Regions from separate parts of the Zea mays genome. Here region 1 is linked to region 2. A link is a contact called in public Hi-C data. All regions are on one chromosome and are shown on one strand. The core of a region is the stretch at or near the end of the contact, and the rest is flanking DNA. Distances in the headings are between cores, read along the strand shown. Region 1 holds the start of LOC100283582. Region 2 holds the start of LOC100216929 (BES transcription factor).

Region 1 (5,450 bases), core at 780-3,279, 300 kb after region 2:
GAGCTGAAGGTCCTCCTGGGAGAAGGTGATTGGTATATGAGACCACTTGGACTTGATGAAGGGTCCTTGGATTCCAACATGGTGTACCCTTCTCTGTGCTTCCTTCTTCTACTTCTTGTTGGCTGGTTCAGAACTTGAGCCGCATGTGATCGGGAGCACCAGCTTCGTGGCCAAAGGTGCCACAGCTTGGTTGCCTTGCGAAGCCATTTGTCGCAGTCGTGGGAGTGAGTTCACCGGAGTTGGGCGCCAATGTTGGTCACTTGTTCTCAAATGTTGTAGATCAAGAACAAGGCAACACAATTGTTAATTATTATGGACCTTCGTCTTCCGAAACATTATTTCCATATGAGTATAATGCTCATCTGACGAAGGTCAAGAAGGACATACCTTCATTATTTAATATGTAAATGTGAATGCAAAAGGATGAAGACAGTAACTGCATATCATTAATTCATACATATTTGCATTTCATAAAACATGTATGAATATTAATAGTATTAATATTACATTGATACCTTCAGCTTGCTCGAAGGTGAAGACGCGAGAGAGTGATTACCATCTAGCGTGAACAGTACGGTATTACTGTTCACCTATTTATAGGCACGAGACGCTGCCCGGTAAAATTACATTCATGACCCTTAACATTTATCTACAGACATCCTAAAATACTAAGGTCTATCTGGTCTTTTCTTCTTCTGCTTGACTTGAACCGAAGCTGATGGTAGCTTTGGCATTTGGCAATATTGCTTCTACGCAAGGACTTCGTCTTAAGAACCTTCAATAGATGAAAAGAGGACCTCTGTATCACTTTGCCGAAGATGTTGCCTTGAGGACCTTCGGCGGAGAAGAAGATCCCCAACATTATACAAACGCTAAAGAGTTATAGAACGTTATAGAAGCCGAATATGACAACACAAATGTTGGAGCGACTGTACATCATGGAGCAGTATCATGACTACAAGATGACTGATTGAAAATCTGTAGTCGAGCAGTTTCATGAGATACAATGCATGACAAACGAGCTTGATCAGCTAAAGATCAACCTATTCGATAAGTTTGTGGCATTATTGCTAAATTGCCTCATTCATGGAGGGATTTCGCCACAACTCTCAAACACAAGAGTGGGGGCAACAGAGACGGAGACAACGGTGGGGCGGGCATGGCATGAGCCTCCCCTACCATTGTGGAGTCCATAGAGCCCCACTAAAGTCTTTATTAAAGTTTTAAATGTACACAATGTATATAGAAGGAGCTCATATACTATATCAGTTTAGTTTAGTCACTTTTAGAGCTGATTTAATGGACAAAGAAAGAAATAACAGGGCGTTTGGATCCATTCATTTTGGAGAAATTGGAATTTACTTAATAAAGTAACCTACTTAGCTTGGAATTTGACATTCCACCACTTTCTAAAGTTCGTATATAAGCCTATATCAAATTCATGAGGTAGAGGATGAGAAATGATTTTATGTACAGTAGAATTTGTTTCTACTCTGCAACTTATATGACGCTCTTTGATTCACATTTCTATAGTAAAAATGTATTACATAAATATATCTGGCATCTTGCTAATAATAGTATATAAATATATTTTGTATAAAATCAAATTAGCTTAATTGATATATGCCTAAATTATTATTATTAAAATAGAATGCAATTCTAAGGATTCAAACGAGATGTAAAGAAAATCTATGGGAAAGAATCCTCTTACTATTTAAATAGCAGGGGATTGGATATCTTTCATTTTCCTGTTCACTAAACCCGTCTGCAGCTGAGAGCTACCTGATTTTTTTCCAGCTAGAGCAAGAACGCGTTTTCCATTTTTTTAAGCCGTCGCGTCGGCTCGGTTACTGCTATCATTGCCACAGTGCCGCGGCCCACGCGGTGAAAACGGAAACCAAACTAACCAAAATCCCCCACCCGCCGCGCTTGCTGTCGTTCCCGTGCGGCCGTGTCCCCCTTCCTTTCCTGTTTTCCCCTCCTCTTCCTTCCCCCCCCCCCCCCCCCCCCCCCCCCCCCCCCCCCCACTGCTCTCTCTCGCCCCAAAACCAGATCGCCACGACAAGGGCAGAGGGCCCCGGAGGGGCGCGTAGCAATGGCGGCAGGCTACCGGGCCGAGGACGATTACGATTACCTCTTCAAGGTGGTCCTGATCGGCGACTCCGGCGTCGGCAAGTCCAACTTGCTCTCACGCTTCACGCGCAACGAGTTCAGCCTCGAGTCCAAGTCCACCATCGGCGTCGAGTTCGCCACCCGCTCTCTCCAGGTCGACGGCAAGGTCGTCAAGGCCCAGATTTGGGACACCGCCGGCCAGGAACGGTACGTTTCGTTTCAGCTCGCTCCAGCTCGTCTCGCCTCTCTTCTCTCCCCGCCGCTGCCGCGGCAGCTGGTAGTAGATCTGATTTGCGTCTCGGTTCGGCTGCTGCTAGCGTGCGTATCCTCGTTGTCACCGTTAAGATTGGGCTCTCGCTTTGGATCTCGCTGCCGAATTGCGTTGCGTGCTGCTGTTGATTACCATTTGTAGGGTTTGGTGCATTTTCATTTCAGGATCCGATACTGGAACACGCGAATCAGCATGCAGGCATCCTATTGTTGACTAGAGTTGTAGGATGACGATGATAGGATATTCTTCTATTGCACAAACGTTTTTTTATACTGCCTGGAGCTTGGTTTCGAGTACGCAGCAGTGCAGCAGGTGGCGTGGACTGAATAAGACTTTCTGAAGGTTAGTAGGTTTCTTTGTTTTGACTCACGTTGATCATTTAGCCTGGGAGGAGCAGATCGGCCATTTTTCCTTTCTCTTGTTTGCATGCAGACTTCCTGCCCAGTTCAGTTAATTTAGTAGTCAAAACCGTAAAATGCACACAATGCAATATATAGCTATATTTTGTACACTTATTGTTTTCTAAAATTTAATCGTCTTGGACCCTGCTATAAATAGGTATTTATGTCAAAAACAGGTTTATCGAACATGGTCACCTCAAATTAGAACTGATGCTTATGAAATTGATTTTTGCACTCTTACACTTAGCCCATAAGTTTGGCTATTCGTCTTGTTCTACTGCACTGAATTTCTGAGGAGTGAAGAGTCTTCACTCCATTTTTCTTTTCTTCATTCCACCATTTTGTAAACTTCTTGTTAGCTTGTTCTGCCAGTTATTTAGATGGACATGTCTATGATTGGGACCAATCATTGTGATTGGGATTTTTTGTCATTTGTTTACATACTTGCAGTGATTCTTTGTTTTATATGCTGATCATGTATCCATGTCATCTATATTACTGTCTCAATTGTTTACAAAAAATGATGCTTCAAGATGTGATGCACCAGCACCTTGTATTATCGATAAATTTTCTTCTTCAAGAGTGTTAAGGAAATGACCTGCCACAATTTGTATTAACTAGTGCTTGTTAGTGACATAATTATTTAAGACAAAACTCCAATAGAAAAGGCTGCCAAAATAACACCTAATCTTTGAAGAATGGCTGAATTGATTAAGGCAAAACAAAGATATACTAATTGCTTAAACTAATGGACTTTACAATAATGTCTGAGCACCTTTCTAGGTTTTTGTTGTATTTATGTGCCATGGAACTAGATTTTTCAAGCTTGGGTGTGATGGGGATTCTAAGGGGCAGGTGGGTTCTGTGTAAGAAGTCTAGACAACTTTGTAGAGCAATTTTGGTGGCATTTTGTTAATGCAACAAAAACTAATTAGCACAAATGAGGAGTCCATGCAAAGTACATCGAAGTGATTTGACACTTGTGATCATGGAAGAACTAGGGCTAGAAATCAAGCCAACACAAGTGGAGGCTTGTTTTGCTGACAAATGCTAGCTCATTCGAGCTAACGAGCTAGCTCGTTAACAAATCGAGCTGAGATGCTAGCTCAACTAGTGACAAAATTGAAATGAGCCGAGCCGACCACGAGCCGAGCGAGCTGACGAGCCACGAGTATTTTGTCCAGCCCTAGACGCCTGTGGTTAACATTGTGCACTGCTGCATGTGACTTGTTCATATTGAAGCACTAGAGTCTTGGGTTGGTTCCAGCCCTTCTGGGTTATCTATCGGCACATCAGCTATCGACCAATCTATACCGACCATTGTTCGCCCTTATCTACCACTCTATGGCAACATCCTTTACCATCAATCTACATCCACCTCATCGCCACATCAACTTTTCTTCTATAGTTTTTTAGTTGAAATGAAACATTGTGATTTACTCTAGTTCAAATACATTTGTTTACATAATTAAGTAAATGAAATAACATAATTTGAGACAACAATTTAAAATTACATGGCTCAAGCATAATAATAATAGATACATGAAACTACATAACTTAAACATTAAAACAAAAAATCATAAATACAATCTAATTATAGATTAAATTTCAAGTTTTTTTCAATTCAAATGGTTAAAAAATAGCTAGCTGACTTGACGCAGGCATATATCAATCAGAACACACCATGTTACTAAAGGCGGACGTTACCGAGTACCGACCGGTTCGGTCCCAACACAGGTACCAACTTGTTAAGGTGGATGGCAGCACCACCGACCAGACGGTCCAACCGACCCGCACTGGAACCGTGGTGGTCGGTAGCGTCCGTGTGTCAGGGGTTGGTAGTGCCCTGGGCTGGAACCCGCCTTAGCACGAATTGTACAGGATCTGACAGGTGCACATAGAAAGTCTGCAGCTTTGCATGTAGCAATGAAAACAAGGGTCTATTCAAACAACAATGGCTAATCGTAGTCAAGAATTGTATTACTACCTCCGTTCTCGAATATTTGTCGCCGGCTAGTTCATTTTTGAACTAAAACGCGACAAATAAAAAAGAACGGAGGGAATATTTAACAGTGGTTGGTACTTCCTGATTAGTGATTTTATATGAGACTAGGGCTTATTGACTATAATAACCTGCATGTAGTTGTCTGCTGTCTTAACTCTTATGCTGTTCCTTCCACCAATATCCCACTACAACACAAGCAATTTGATGCAATGAATTCCATTTAACAACATGATGACCTAGTGGATGGTCGATGAGCTAGTAATGCTTTTTGTTGAGTGCTACATCTATCACTATTGTTTTTTTTTTGTAAGAAAGTTGACTTATTGTTTTTTTTGTTAGCATTCTGTATAATAAAGTGACAGTGATCTAATGGTATCCTTGTGCTTAAGTGGAGTTCGTTATTACTTTTTGTTTTGGCTGTACCGCTGTAGCACTGTTGTTGCTGTTAGGAGTGAATTCTATACTTCCCATCTCAAGTGGAGTAATTGCCATTGTCTCATTGGTGCTTGATTATTTTAATATATCATTTAGCAAATTATCCTAAGTTCTTTTCAATTATTTACACAGCTTGGGTTCCCTGTCCACCATGCGTCCAAAATAAAGGGAATCTGTCGCCCAGACCTTTAGATAAGGAAAACACCAGCACTCTCTCTGAACAGAC
Region 2 (5,696 bases), core at 1,439-3,938:
TGATGGATCGGCGCACCGCCCATTACAGGAGAGCACGTTCCACTCTGCCCAGGGGTGCACATTCTTGAGGTGCTGACGATGGTCTCCTTGAAGATACCAAACGGATTCGGAGCCACAAGGCTGTAAGTTGGAGACGAAGGGCCAGCAGACGAAATCTGGAACCCGGCTAGCCACGCCGGGTCCGGAGCAACCTGGTGCCCAGGGCTCGGCGGCTGGGAGTTGGGAAGAGACGCGTAGTTCGCCCCAGCCCACGGTGGCTGAACACTCGGGTTCTCCCAGTCAGTCTTGATGCGAGGCGTGCGGGTTGGAGAGCTGGATGGAGGCGTCACCGGCGCGCTGATGGAACCGCCGTTGAAGTAGAGGTGGTGAAGCTGCGGGAACTTGGAGGAGGAGGCGAACGAGGAGCTCGACGAGAGGTTCTTTAGCCACGGGATAAGGGAGCTGCCCTCGACGCCTCCCATGAAGTTGCTCCCGCCAAGAGTAATGTGGGAGGAGGACCCAGAGCTTGGGAACGAGGAGGATGCCGCGCTTGGGTTGTATGAGGCTCGCGGACTTGGTTGATATGAAGAGCAGGGGCTTGGTGATGCAGACCTCCCAATTGGATCTGGACGCTCTGTTGCCAGAGGTTTACATCCCTGGATCATGAAAATATTCATTACTTAGCAACAATCGATCAACTGTGCATGTTTTTTTCCATCAAAAAAATGGAGCGCGCTGAGAATTGTTGTAAAGCAAAAGAAAAACTAGAGCAGACATTGAACAAAAAGCATGACAAGTTCAATAAACCACAAGAACATGATAACTGTCCATGAAACCAGTTAATTGCCTGTTCACCTTTTTTGTAAACGAAATGCTACACGGAAGCTAGCAAGTTCAATTCTTTTTTGGAAGATTTGGATGAATCAATTGAAACGCTCTGCAGTTCAAATTCTTAGATGCCAACCTACAAATGCAAATTACTTTCCTCTATATGTAATAAACCAACCAAAACTCCTCCAATTGTCCAACTGGCTGCAACAAAGTGACATAAGTAACACAAAAGCATGTAAAACCAACTTCAAAGCAGTACTAGCTACAGCCGAAGCTAATGTACTCACTACAGCAGATGAGCAGAGTACACCTCACCATTGGCTACTGAAGAACGAGTGAACACAAGTGCTGCATACCGCATACAACAAAGGCAACCAACGAACCAAACCACGGTGTGGAAATTCGAAAGCCTCTGGTTACGAACCAGTTTGGCGCAAGCCTCAAAGGCAAAGTAATGAACTACTGCTTTTGGTTTATCAGAGCAGTGGCAGCATGTGCACATGGCTGGGAAAAAAACATGTTGAGCTATGCTTTGTGCTTTTCTGATAAGCACTGCTTTTTCAGCAGTGGCAGCGTGCAATTTTTACGGAATTGAATCACTACCTAGACTGAACCACCTTCCCTCAGCTGAGGAGGACCAAGAGAAATGTGGTAGCGGACAAAAAAAAATCTTCAGATGAGCTGTTGAAAATTTTCTTTTGGTCATGGCTAGGAAGGAACTACAAAAGCACCATTGGGAAGAAGAAAGCATGGCATCCCCAAAAGAAGTGCCTTCAGCGAATGCCGAAAAGGAAAGCAGCATTTCCCCGTTTGCGGTAAATCAAGCTTCCGTTTCCCTGGCCCGACAACAGACGAGCCTAAAACAGAGCCACCCGCCAAGCATAGCAATGGGTGACCCAAGACGAAAACGGAGCTCAAAGCAAGGAAGGACAGCTCCAAATCCAACGGCATATAGGAGCATCCAAAGATCGGCGGCCCACCGAACCAACGAAACCGCTACATTGCGTCCCGAGTGGCTAAAACGAAGGAGTGCGCTGTCCCCAGCCTCAGTAGTTCTACAGAGACGCTCCAAGTCCCAACAAAAGCGAAGATGAGTCTCCTGCTAGATTTGTGTAATTCTAACCGAAACCACCAAGCACGACTACTGGCGCTGCAAAAGTCTACGGAGCAATCAAAGCGAAAGCAAGCTTCTTTTTGAAAGCGCGGAGCAGGAACGGGATCGAAGCTAAGCTAAGCCGTCGAGAGGCCTGAGGCAGGGGGGGGAGGGGGGGGGGGGGGATGGATCGGCGGCGGGTACCTTGCGGTAGGTGGTGCCGTCGGGCTCGACGGTCCAGCCGGCCTCGTTGCAGAGCGCCTTGAGCACCTCGTTGTTGTCGCAGTGCTTGGGCAGGTTGTAGTTGCCGTAGGCCCTGAGGCCGGCGAAGATCTTGGCGGCGATCGCGCGGCGCCGGCGCTCCCTGCGGCGGTTGTTCTCGCGCTCCCTCCACGTGGGCACCCTGGTGCCCCCGATCCCGGCCGCGGCTCCCCCGGCGCCGCTCGTCATCGGCGGCGCGCCGGATCTCGCGGATCTGCTCCCCTCCCCCACGGCTGCAAGCCTGCAACCCCCGCGGTCCCTGTTCCCTTGCGGACGCTGCTCACCTCCTCGCTTGCTTTGATTTGTTTATTATTTGAGGGGGGTGGAATTTGGGGGAAGGAGCAGGAGGAGGAGGAGGAACAAGTAGTGGTCGTCTGAACGCAGCCGCCGCTGCTCTGCTGTGGCTACAGCTACGCTGCTGCTGTGGCTGCCGCTAGGTTGCTCCTCCCTCCTTCCTATTGTAACGCTGGCTGGGGGAGTGAGTGAGGAGCGAGGCTGGCCGTGGCCGAGGCTGGCGGAGCTGTGCTGATGCCTGATGCCAAGCTCCAGGAGTTACCCGGCTCACTCTTTTACCAGCGGCCCCCGGTGGAAGCGCCAAACTACCAGGGGCAGAAGCGGTATTCCCCTCAGCCCGGGCAGGGGAACGGTTAAAAAACGTGAGGGACCAGCTTTTGCAAAGTACGACGTCGCTCCCTGACGCGCGGGGCCCATGCGCCACGGCGGTTTCGTGGTCAAACGGGATGAGTGGTGGTGGGGGGCCTCGACAGCCGCCGTCTCGTCAGAGCGCAATCATCACGCCCAAGCGGGTGGTTCGCGCGAGCCGGACCGGCGGACCGCGGCCGAGCTCACCCGGGGGCCGGGACGGTGGCGTGGCTTTGGCGCGTGCCAGAGGAGGGACCCCGCGCGGCGGGTGAGTGTGGGAAACGGCCTCGGGATCCGCGGCGGGCGGGAGGCCTACGGCACGTTGCTGCTCACGCTCGCCACGTAACGACGCCGCTGTGGCCTGGGGGATACACTCCCAACTCCCAAGCCCTGACTCCAGCGGCGCTGCGCCTGCCGGTGGCCGCTCGGTCGCCTTGTTTGCACCGCATCGTTTGCTCCCGTAGTCCCGTGTCCGTCTTTTGCTCGCGCGTACGTTCGCCCGGCTTTGCCGGGTGTGTTTCCGGGCGTTTCGTGCGTGAATCCGGGGGCCGCGGCGGCAGCGGCCAGCTCGATGATGCATGTGTGTGGTACATTGTCTAGCGTGTGCATCGCGTACTGCTACGAGTATATAAATAAAACTTTCTTCCCGGATTTGCGTTACCAAAAAAAAAAGACACGGTGGCCTCACTCGATAGCTAGCGCTAGCCTTTGACTTTTTGATGGAAGCATCTGCGTCAGCGTGACGGTGAATGTACTCCTCGGATGACGTTTTCTTCTATCTCCATGGTTTTTTAGATATTTGTCTAAGGAAACGATGATTTTTGTGTGCATCACGTTACACTAGTCGATTTAGTGGGTGTTTAATTTTTATGGACTATTTTTAGTTACTATATTTTATTTTATTTTAGTTTCTATTTTTATGGCAAGATTTTTCTCCTGCTACGTAGGTCCTACTCGTTAGTCGTTAATGACGGGTAAAAAGTGTGGCAAGATTATCTTAGCGCGTGAAAAATTGTGGCCCAGAATTTAAACGCCTAACCTTAAACACCTTAGACAAGTGTGGCATAAAATTCTGTGGCAATTTTTGACACCATAGGTATACAACCAAATAGCTTTCTAGAGGAATTTTTGGCAAAAAATTGCGCAATTTTTTTGGCACATAGGTATAGATTCGTCGTTGCATATCTCGCAAAATGCAATGTGTCGCCCGCGGGTGTCTGTGTATACGGCAAAGCTCGGCGTCAAACTTGTCTGCCACTTTGCACACGGTCTTGCATGCCCGCTACTTTGCCACATATATTTTTTTATTTTCAACAACTTTTATTTTAAAATAGCTCCACTTTTAAATTTTTTATGTTTGTTACTGTTTTGTTGCTTAAACGGATTTGGGATTTGGTGCGGCAAAATCACGTTGTCGCATTACATTAGGGCTGAAAAATAAGTTCCAGGCTTGAAAGCCGGCTCGAGCTCACGAGCCTCGAACGAGCCAAGCCTGTTGTTTTAGCTCATTTTCGCAGCGAGCCGAGCCGGCTCGTTCCAGCTCATGAGCCTGTTTTTTAGTCTTTGATGATGAATATATTATAGTTTATAATTTAAATTACTCATAATATTGAATGACGATTCTATATTTTAAATTTATATAATGTTAATTCACTAAATAATGCAATAATAAGTATTAGGATATGGCTCGTGAGCCGAGCCTCTTTCTCCAGCTCGCGGAATGGACGAGCCGAGCCAAGCTTTTCCCATCCCTATATTACATGTACACAACATGAAACAGACAAAAGTTTGATGGTCAGCTTATGTCTGAGCCAATGGATATAGGCTTATTTCCGAGTGTATGCAGCGTCCATTAGAGCAGACCATCAAACATAAGTTTATGTTCGACGGCTTAGAACCTTATCGTCGGAAGTTACTGAATATATGGAACGGCATTGTGGAGGAAATAAATGAAGAGAAAGTTGACTGTTGCCGGGAGTGCATTGTGGAAAAACTAAATGACGAGGAAGCTGACTCATGCCGTTAAAAATAAAGTCTAAACTATCGGAATAAAGTCTAATCCATCGAAAATAATATATGCCCGACAACATAAGGCTTATTTCTGACATTAAAAATATATCGACGTATCAACGCCTGCTACGTTAGGTGGTGATTGTTACGTGATAAACCTTGTCGTACAAATGTACTCCGTCAGTTCCAAAATATAGAGCTCTTTTGGAACAAAGGAAAATTTTCTGAATCCTACACTTTTTCTGTGTTTTTAACTAATTCCTATGAAATTCCTATAAAATTCATGTGTTCCTTTCTAGCCCTCTTTTTCCATCAGAATAATGATAAATGTAGATACACATATACATGTTAATTAATAAATATATGTTTAATCTAAAATTAATTATATTACCTCTGTTCTTGAATATTTATCGTTATCTAGTTTATTTTTGAACTAAAATGCGATAAATAAAAAAAGAACAGAAGAAGTGTTAGGTGTGGAGAATAATCATGACGTTTAGGAAAAAAATCATTTGTTTCCAAATACGACATTGTATGGAGATAATTTTTATATGAAAATTATATATCTCGGTTAGATATGTAACTTTCTAGTTTTAAGTTTTTTATGACCATTGAGATGCTCGAAAGACTAATATAACGTTTTTAGCGGCATAATAATCGCGTACAAGCATATGTTGATCATAGAAAAACAATGTTTTTCTTATACAATGCCAAATGGAGATATTTTTATATGAACGTTGTAACTCTTAATGGCATCGAAAACTTTATAAACAAAATATGTACCTCTCGGTTGAGGCCATTAAAAATGCTAAAAACAATATAAATTTTAGCAATATATTAATTAATTACGTATGAGGTCTTGCCACATCACAAATATCGT

What was found. Hi-C and Micro-C count contacts between places; a contact is called where the count stands out from the background.
Region 1: a contact with region 2 is called in a Hi-C map of ear, with 2.1 times the contacts expected there. The contact joins the promoter of LOC100283582 here to the promoter of LOC100216929 in region 2. A contact is called at or near these places in 5 of 25 Hi-C or Micro-C datasets (bundle sheath, ear, endosperm and 2 more).

What each region holds. Positions count from the first base shown.
Region 1 is chr9:81,961,182-81,966,631 of Zm-B73-REFERENCE-NAM-5.0, forward strand. LOC100283582 reads left to right here and starts at 2,030. Exons shown (of 2, transcript NM_001369294.1): 1 at 2,030-2,319. The coding sequence starts at 2,096.
Region 2 is chr9:81,657,724-81,663,419 of Zm-B73-REFERENCE-NAM-5.0, forward strand. It overlaps LOC100216929 (BES transcription factor), which reads right to left and starts at 2,689. Exons shown (of 2, transcript NM_001143314.1): 1 at 2,108-2,689; 2 at 1-635. The coding sequence starts at 2,353.